Regions from separate parts of the Mus musculus genome. Here regions 1 and 3 are each linked to region 2. A link is a contact called in public Hi-C and HiChIP or PLAC-seq data. All regions are on one chromosome and are shown on one strand. The core of a region is the stretch at or near the end of the contact, and the rest is flanking DNA. Distances in the headings are between cores, read along the strand shown. Region 1 overlaps Arhgap8 (Rho GTPase activating protein 8). Region 2 holds the start of Arhgap8 (Rho GTPase activating protein 8). Region 3 holds the start of Prr5 (proline rich 5 (renal)).

Region 1 (2,891 bases), core at 61-2,560, 50 kb after region 2:
CCCCGGCATAGTCTCACAAGAGACAGCTACATCTGGGTCCTTTCGATAAAATCTTGCTAGTGTATGCAATGGTGTCAGCGTTTGGATGCTGACCTCAAGCTTTTCATAGACGAGGAATCCTGTGTCCTGCCAGCAGCATGCATACAGCCCCAGGGTCTCCTGGTCACTGCACAGGCTTAGTGGGAGGACAGTGATGATGAGTCAGAGGCTGGGGACTGGGGAACAGGATCACATGCATGCTGCACCCACATCTCAGGGAGCTGTGTAAATGCTTGTGTGGGGGTGTTTTTCTTGAATTTTTTTTTGAGACAGGGTTTCTCTGTGTAGCCCTAGCTGTCCTGGAACTCACTCTGTAAACCAGACTGACCTTAAATTTAGTGATCCATCTGCCTTGCTCTGCCTCCCAAGTGCTGGGATTAAAGGCCTGTGTCACCACCTGGCTCTCGGGTGATTTTGAGTGCTTCAGCTGGAACCACTGAGTGACTTGCTCTGTTTCTTTTTAAAAATTGATCTCAGAAATGGTCTCACTAGGTAGTCCAGGCTGAGCTTGAACTCCTAATCCTTCTGCCTCAGCCTCCAAGTGCTGAGATTGCAGGCTTCTGCAGCCGCACTTGGTTTTAGTTTAGTCTTTCCTCCGAGGCTGTAGCTCAAATGGAGGATCTGAGGATGTAGACAAGCTGGTAGGGTGTTTGCCATGCCCAGCACTGCATAAACCCAGCACAGAGGCATCCAACTGAATCCCATCACTTGGGAAGTGGAGGCAGGAGGCTTAGGAGTTCAAGGGTATCCTCAGCTACATAGTAAGTCTGGGGCCAGTCTGGGTCACATGAGAACCTGTCTCAAAGCTCAAATGGAGGGCAACCAAAGGGACTGAGGGTCTATGCATGAAACAGTTACATCCCACGCCCACACCGAAAGTGAGATTTTTTCCAGGAACCACACAGTGGTCTATGTACATGGAGAATCACAGGTAGGTGCATTTGTCTCCAAGGAGGCCAGAGGGTAAATGCTGAGCCTTCCCCAACCACAAAGTCTCCATATCAGCTGCTGCTCCATCCTTGTAACCCACAAGCAGCCCTAGGCAATGTGTCAACACAACATGGTTGTGTTCAAGTAAAATATTACTGACTGAGAGCTGGCATGGTGGTGCACCCTTCTAAAACCAGCACTTGGGGGGTGGTGGTGGGTGGAGAGAAAAGAGCAAACAAGACCGTTATTAAGAGAGAAACTTGCCGGGCCAGATGTGGACAGCTGTCTGTGTGTAGATTACTGGCCCTGGACTAGCCGTTTGCTGTTTGCTGAGTGACTCACTGCCCTGCTTCCCAGCAGGCTGCAGTTTCTGTAGCCATCATGCAGAGGAGGAAGGAGCCTGGCAGAAGTAATAAGGTGCTGAGCAGAGCCACATGGCCAGGCTGTCCTGGGGACTGTGCTTCCCTGGCCAGCAGTGTCATGCCATTGCAGGTGTGGAGAGCAGCCTTCGAGTGACCCACTGCCGCCTGATCCTGCGGAGCCTCCCAGAACACAACTATGCCGTACTCCGCTACCTCATGGGCTTCCTGCATGAAGTAAGTGTGACTAGCTGTCTCCCAGGAGAAGGAAGACCAGCCCTAAGACTGGATCTGGGGGGGCTCTTGACAGCAGTCCCTGCACAGACGGGTCCTGCTTGCCTCAGGTCCAAAGTTATAGCCAAGTCTACTCTCTTTAACCTCCAAAGGACTTCCCCTCAAGGGCCAGCCTGGCGCCTCTGAGAAGCCTGGCAGTCTGATGCGATGCCCAGGGATGGGAAAGAGGAAGGCCAGAGGAGACAGTCTGTCGTATGATGTCACATTCTTGGCTTTCTATGTGTGGTGTGTATGAGTATATATGTTCATGCGTGTGTGCGTGGATGAACGTGTGTGATTGTCCCTGTGGGGGTCAAAGGTCAATGTCAGAGTCATCCTCACTCCCTCTTGGTTTTTAGTGACAAAGACTCTTAAAGACCCAGAGCTCATTTATTCAGTCAGCCATTATCAGCTGGCCAGTGAGCAGTGAGCTCCTGGGATCTGCCTGTCTTTATGCTCCCGTACCCCAGTGCTCCAATTATAGGCATGTACCACCACACTCATTTTTTTTGTGGGGGCCGGGAATTGAACTCAGGTTCTGTGACACGTGCTTTAGCTCCTGAGCCACCTCCCCCACTGCCCTCTACTGTACCCCCACATTCATAAGCAGTTCTGTCTCTCACTGTTAGTTTTCACGCAAGCAAGGATGTGCTCGGGCTGGCTTACTGGAGAAGCGGTTCTTAAGCTCCTCCTCAGACGCTGCTGTGAGCTGGGCTTGCCCTATACAAGGACTCAGCAGCAGGTCTTCTTTAACCTCAGGGCCCAGTTTCCTTATCTAGAAAGTGGGGAGTACTGAATCCTACTTATGCAGGTGGCTGTGATGGCCCGGAGGATGGAAGCCCCCAGCACAGAAGGCACTTTTCTCGCACTACTGGACCCGGGAGCCTGAGCTCACTTCCCCAGCCATATCACAGAAGCCAGAGGGTGTCTGGTTTAGATCTTCAGTGCTGGGTCCCCCACCTCAACCCAGTCTGCCAAAGTGGAAGAGATGCTGATGGGGTACCCAGGATATCCTAGATGGTGGAATCAGAGGGTCCCCACAGTATCAAGGCCAGAACCTTTTACAGATGGGAAAACTGAGAAGCCGAGACCCCCAAGTGGAGACATGGCCACATAGGATTTTGATACTGGCTGAGGTCTCTATTCAAGAATTCTTTTATTTACTTGTCTGTTTATTATTTACGTTCTGTAGCATGTGCACACACGCATAAACGTTTATGCGTGTGTGCATATGCTACAGAACGTAGACATGGAGGTCAGAATACAGTTTGCAGGGGCAGGTCCTCTTAG
Region 2 (2,700 bases), core at 178-2,677:
ACACCCATAACCATGAAATAAAAATAAATAGAAAAACATTAAACTCTTACAGGAAGAAATCACGCATGCTACCTGCTTGTTAAGCTGTCTTCTGTCACAGGGCTTCAGCTGTGTGTTCAGCAAAGGTCAGTGGGCATGGTTTCGACTTTCACTAAGCATCCACAGTGAGCCAAGCTTCCCCCACGAGGGTAGAGATGGTAGATGCAGCAAGCCATGTTTTCTCTTTCTCCCCATCCAGTAAGGTCCATCAGATCCACTGGAGGAGCCTGCCCTCCGTGGGGCCTGTGCTGGTTGGCTGAGACCCAGTTATTTCCAGAAACTGGAGATGGTGGTTTCTGTTGATTGTCCCCTGAAGTCACAACACCCTCTAGAGGTGAGTGATGTCTCAGCTGCTCTCTTAGCTGCTCCACAAATGTTCCCTAGGGCCATGATCCCTTCAGCTGGCTTGTGGAGCTGCCTCATCTACTGGGAACACTTCGAGTGGAGTTCTGTGTGAGAATCTTCAGAAAGGGGCCTCTGAGCCTGTGTGGAGACAGATGGACCAGTGAGGAAGAGGCTAGGAGATCACCAACTTCACCCACCCCCTACCTTGTCCCTGCTTTCTGTGCCCCTGCCTTCCTTCCAACCTGGGTTCAGTCCCCTTTGGTCCCCTGGGGTCAGCATGTGGTACAGTGACATACTTTGTAGGTGCTCTTGGGGCTTGAGAGTGGACCACACATAGAATATGAGGAGGACTCGAGTTTGGACCGCACCATTGGAAGAATGAGATGAGGAGGAGTTGGGAGGCCGTAGTATGTCCCTGCATAGGCTGGGTATCCAACACAGCTAGGAGCCTGAGCTTGGGGTTAGGGTGAGAGCTGAGATCATTCAAGGCCGTTAGGTTGGTGGACAACAGGTAGAGGCAGGAGATGAGGTGTAGCCGGAAAGAGGTGCAGGCTCTGCGTGAAGTCCGGAAGCTTGGAGGCAGAAGTCCACGCTTTGGTAAAACCACCTACGTGCCCCCACCTCTGGTCTGTTCTCCCTAGGTCACCAAGGCCTCTTTGTGCTTAGAGGCAAGTCATAGGGTTGTGGGAGTGGTTTTGAACCATAGCTACGAAGGGCTGGAGACTCAGAAGGGAAGGGACAGCGACACCCCGACACCCCAAGGGCAGAGGCAGCAGACAGAGAGCCCCGTACCCGCACCGAGGTCAGGCCTGGGAGAGCAGGTCGGACGCTTGGAGACGCGGGCTGTGTTTTCCAACTCAGCACAGATCTCCTGTTTCCCCTCTCACCAGGCGCATCTCAAATGCGGGTAAAAGTGAGGGCTAGCAGCTGCTGAGGGCCAGCGTCCCGTAGCTCCCTCCCGCCTAGAGTTAGAACCACCTACCCTGGTCCCGCCCACCCTGGGGACTCCCGGCTGTGCGCTCTGACATTGGGCGGGGCCTGTTGGGGAGGGGCCTGTCCGGGGACGGGCCAGGTGTGTGGCTGGCGTTGCAGAGACCAGGTGAGGTGCTCGGTGGTCCGGTGAGTCCCCCCCTTGGGGACCTGCTCGGGTGGGAAGGCGCGGCTCCTATCCCTGGTCCTGGCCTCTTCCCGTCCCAACTTCTCCTGGGTGTCCCTCTACTCCCCACCTTGTCCCCGCTTTCTGTGCCCCCTGCTTTTCTTCCGACCCAGGTTCGGTCCCCTTTGGGCCCCCGGGGTCAGCACATGGCAGTAGCCCCTCGGCTCCCGCACCAAACCTGAGCGCATCATGGTGGCATCTTTCCCGCCTAACAGGTGGCAACACTGAGGCCAGGGCGGATGCTGAACTCGCACTTGGGGCCCGAGACTGGGGTCTGTCTGGTCACGTTGTCACACTGGGTGCAACTCCCAAGATTTATAGGCCGCGGGCCTGGGAAGTCCCCACTTAGGTAAGGCAGACTGCTGCGGGCTTCTTTCACTTTCCCAAACCTGGCAAAGGCCTCCCGAGAATTCGAGAATTCTTAAGAGGGAGGTGCAGTCAGTGTAGCTAGCTGCCGAGGCCCTGCTAGGGGAACTGCGGAGGCCACTGGGGGGAGGGGTGGCATTCCTTAGTTCTTTTGGCTGGTGTGGGGAAAGGGCCTGGCGGTCCCAGGTTCTGCTCTGGGACTAGATTCTAGTGCGCGCGCTGTCAGCCAGTCAGGGCGAACTTGGTCGAAGTGAGAACTCAGTACGCCTCGGAAAGTAAGCAATCTTCATTGGCCTCTGTTGTTTCAAGATATGTTTATGAGTTCCTTGTAGAATGCCCCGCCAAACCCTTCCCCGAGTCAGAACCGGGATGGAGGAGGGGGCAGGTAACTGGAAGTCTGAGTCCAGCTGTTCCCAGAGGTCAGGTCAGCCTCTTGTCTGTTCTCAGCTCTCGGGAGCCCAGAATAAGCTCTCCGTGGTCGAAGCCAGGGGGTGTGGGGACTTTTGTGGAGGACGCTGCAGTAGAGCTGGAAGATGGGGTGGGAGTTAAGCAGGTGGGTGTGGCCCTAGGTTGCTGGGTGGTCCAGAAGAAGTCTAAATGGGTGAGCCCCGGGTATGTACTTGAATCCGCTAACAGTAAAGTGCAACTTTGGAGAACTGTGTAAGGTTGGGGGTTTCCTGTCAATGAGGGGCATAGAGGTGGCCTCAGTTAAAGAGAACAGCAGGATGTAACTAAATTAGTAGAACCTCTGCCTAGAATACACAAAGCCCTGGGTTTGTTTCCCTGAGACACAT
Region 3 (2,866 bases), core at 62-2,561, 39 kb before region 2:
CCCTCCCCTCCCCTCCCCCCAGCCATGCTGACCACCACTGTACACCTGAGTGAGCAGTTTCTACACCCCCACCTGAATGCCGCATCCTCCCAGACCTGGGTTCCTTGACTTGGTTCAGAAAGCTGGTGCCTGTTGTTTGGAGACTGGAAAATTCATCTGCTGTTGACCCCCAAGTCAGGTCCTCACTGGGGCCATTGACTGAATGAAGGAGGTAGGAGCAGCCCAGCCCTTCCCTGCCCTGGCTGCCATTTCACAATAGGTTGAGTGGCCTTCGGCTCTGTGAGAGTTCTTGCGAACAAGGAGTTGTCTGTTTGATCCTTGCCTCCTAAGACAGGCATGTGGGGGTGTCCAGTACACAGTGGCTGGTTAGGAAATGCTGATGGTGGGAGTTGAACCATGACTCTACTCTCCTGCAAGTCACCTGGGGCTGTGCTTGGAAGTGGCAGGCAAAACGAGTGGGACTCCCAGATCTTGCTTGAAGGAGGCTGTGTGTCAGGAGCTGGGGTGTCAGGGGCACTGTGTGTTCGTGAGCCTTGGTCCAGCCTGCCATGTTCTGGTGGCAGAACCCGGGAGAGATTATTTTGCCCTGGGTGCCCCCACAACATTCCCAGCAGGTAGAATTCAAATTTGCCTCAATGCCCCAGGGCTGTCCTGTCCTAGGATCATTTTGCCTTGTGCCTAAGTCACCAGGATTGAGGAGACACTCTGACTTCTACCATACAAGGGGATCTGGGATTCAGGGGGTGCCACTGTCCTCCATTCCTTCAACTCTCGGTGCAACAACCCCTCTGGCCAGTCAATCATCCAAGGTACCGGCCTGAGAGGACCCTAGTCCCTGGCCCCTCCCCCGAGAAAAGGCTCTAGGACAGCCTGGTCATGCTAAACTCAGGTGGGGTGGGGCTGATGGCTGAGGCACCCGGCAGAAAGCTTTGATCCGCAGTGGGCGGAGCCTGTGTCCACGTGAAGGGGTCTGGATAGATCTCTGTGGGCACAGCCTTTCCTCCTGGGATGGGTGTCTGGAGAGGGAGTGAGTTCAAGAGACGTTAATGGGAGCCTATGAGTCCCTGTGCATGGTGTGTGTGTGACCACAGGGTTGGTTGGGTGCCGGGTGGACAGTTGGGATTGAACTGCTCTGTGGCTCCTGTGTGGTGGCTTCCGAAGGGAAGAAGGGAGGTGGCTGAGAGCAAAGGAGCCAGCCCCTTGAGCTGGCCCTTTGGCCGCAGAGGGCTCCAAGACGCCGGCCCCGCCCTCCCAACAGGAGACCACGCCCACTATGGCCCCGCCCAGGCTGGAGGCCCCGCCCCCGGCCTGCTTTTGCGCTCCGAGCGCTCCACGCTGAGCCGCCGCGAGCCATGGTTCACAGGGCCCCGCGCTGGGAGTGCTGCCCCGGGCGGGGGCGCAGGACCCGGGCGGGACCCCACGGGGTCGCCGGGCTTGCTGCTAGCCGCCGACTATCGTCGTAGGGGACGCGGGGGCGCGTGTGGGCCGGGGTGAGCATGAGGACTCTCCGCAGGTTGAAGTTCATGAGTTCGCCCAGCCTCAGTGACCTGGGCAAGAGGGAGCCGGGCGCGGCGGGTACGGACGAGCGGGGCACGCAGCAGCGCCGGGCCTGCGCCAACGCCACCTGGAACAGGTAAGGCGCGCAGCCCGGAGCGGCGTGGCCGGAGACCGCACCGCGCCACTTTGCGCGCAGCTCGCCCCGCCGCCGGGCCGTGCGCGGGGAGGGAAGTGAGTGCAACGTGTCAGCGGCTAGAGCCCACGATCGCTCCCCGGGGGTGGGTGGGTGGGTGGGCGGCCGGGGAGCAGGAGGCCTCTGAGCCCCCACTTCGCAGGGGCGCACTTGAACCTCGCGGGCCCCCGGCGGGGCGCCGCTGCACTTCCTGTATGCGTGTCGGGCCCTCGGCGCGGGGTGGGCGGTGGCTTTCCCTGAGTTGGACCCCGGGCCTCCCAGCTGTCCGCGGGGGTGCGCCAGCTGCCAGACATTCCTTACCGGACCCTTCCGGAGGCCCATCCAGGACCAGCCGGGCGTGGGAAGCCCCTCCCCCAGCTGTGTTCTCAACCAGTCACAGATAGTTCTTTTAGCCATAGTTCCCCGGTGGGTCTCCTCTTGGCCCTTAAGGAAAAATTAAAAAAAAAAAAAAGTATTTCCATCCAAAGTAAAACACGGATTGAGGGAGGTTTGTGGATGCTGGCTCTCCACTCCACCCCTCCACCTGGCAGAGAAATCCTGCCAGGTTCTTCACCCTCTGTGGTCTGCCACTAGGGACACGGCTGTCACTTGGACACATGTCTTCTGTTCATCTAGTCTGAGAGCAATCGGGGGGGGGGGGCACCCGGCTGCCAGCAGGGACCCTAAGTTCCTCCACTAAGCTGCAGCCTGCCTGAGAGCTGAGACTACCTACCTTAGTTTCCCTCTCTGCTGGGCCTACACCGGTCTCCTCATTGGGCTGGGAGCAGAACTGTGAGAGAAGGAAGACTCCTTTTCCCCAGAACTGCTCAACCACTCTCTTCGTCCCCTTCCTTGTCTCTGGCCAGGGTTTAGTGGAGCCATGCTGACTTTTGGCTCAGATTTCAACTCCACTCCTCTGTTGTGTGGCCCTAGGCAGTTGGTTTTCCACTTCTGGTCCTCAGTTTCTTTATTAATAATATGGGTGAGTGACTGTTGTTGGAGTAAATGTGAAGATGTGTAATCAGGCTGTGAGCATGAGTTCTGGCACACAGTAGGTCTACCCTGTAACTCAGAACTCAAGTCTAGGAACATTCAGAGAGTAGTGTCTCGGAAGTTACTAGAAGCAATTTTGTGGGGACCCTTTCACCCCATCTGGGGGCCTCTGGCTCAGAGGGCTTTGATGGCGCCACGTGCCAC

The links. Hi-C and Micro-C count contacts between places; a contact is called where the count stands out from the background. HiChIP or PLAC-seq counts read pairs in DNA pulled down with a chosen protein or histone mark.
Region 1: an HNF4G HiChIP or PLAC-seq map of pancreatic cancer cells shows a contact between it and region 2. The contact joins the enhancer-like site here to the promoter of Arhgap8 in region 2. A contact is called at or near these places in 1 of 39 promoter capture datasets (embryonic stem cells), 1 of 15 datasets of contacts at CTCF or cohesin (embryonic stem cells), 4 of 115 datasets of contacts at active chromatin or transcription factors (embryonic stem cells, extraembryonic endoderm stem cells and pancreatic cancer cells) and 3 of 9 other capture datasets (adipose tissue, liver and pancreatic islet).
Region 3: a contact with region 2 is called in a Hi-C map of pancreatic cancer cells, with 3 times the contacts expected there. The contact joins the promoter of Prr5 here to the promoter of Arhgap8 in region 2. A contact is called at or near these places in 4 of 39 promoter capture datasets (embryonic stem cells, liver, macrophages and 1 more), 6 of 15 datasets of contacts at CTCF or cohesin (CD8 T cells, the NIH/3T3 cell line, embryonic stem cells and 2 more), 91 of 484 Hi-C or Micro-C datasets (3T3-L1-derived adipocytes, the 63-12 cell line, the AML12 cell line and 53 more), 17 of 115 datasets of contacts at active chromatin or transcription factors (the 230-238 cell line, CD8 T cells, the HPC-7 cell line and 12 more) and 3 of 9 other capture datasets (adipose tissue, liver and pancreatic islet).

The regions. Positions count from the first base shown.
Region 1 is chr15:84,768,536-84,771,426 of GRCm38.p6, forward strand. It overlaps Arhgap8 (Rho GTPase activating protein 8), which reads left to right. Exons shown (of 12, transcript NM_001164628.1): 11 at 1,462-1,565. Among named protein-coding and RNA genes, the nearest start is that of Gm52202, 21 kb to the right of the region's middle. Within about 2 kb of position 1,311, at least 25 of the 459 cell types and tissues checked have an H3K27ac peak or open chromatin away from gene starts, as enhancers often do. A contact at or near this core is called in pancreatic cancer cells and pancreatic islet, where this site is marked.
Region 2 is chr15:84,718,625-84,721,324 of GRCm38.p6, forward strand. It overlaps Arhgap8 (Rho GTPase activating protein 8), which reads left to right and starts at 1,428. Exons shown (of 12, transcript NM_001164628.1): 1 at 1,428-1,483. It overlaps Gm20556 (predicted gene, 20556), which reads right to left and starts at 1,642. Exons shown (of 3, transcript NR_040347.1): 1 at 1,367-1,642; 2 at 73-522.
Region 3 is chr15:84,679,687-84,682,552 of GRCm38.p6, forward strand. Prr5 (proline rich 5 (renal)) reads left to right here and starts at 1,312. Exons shown (of 8, transcript NM_146061.4): 1 at 1,312-1,633. The coding sequence starts at 1,497.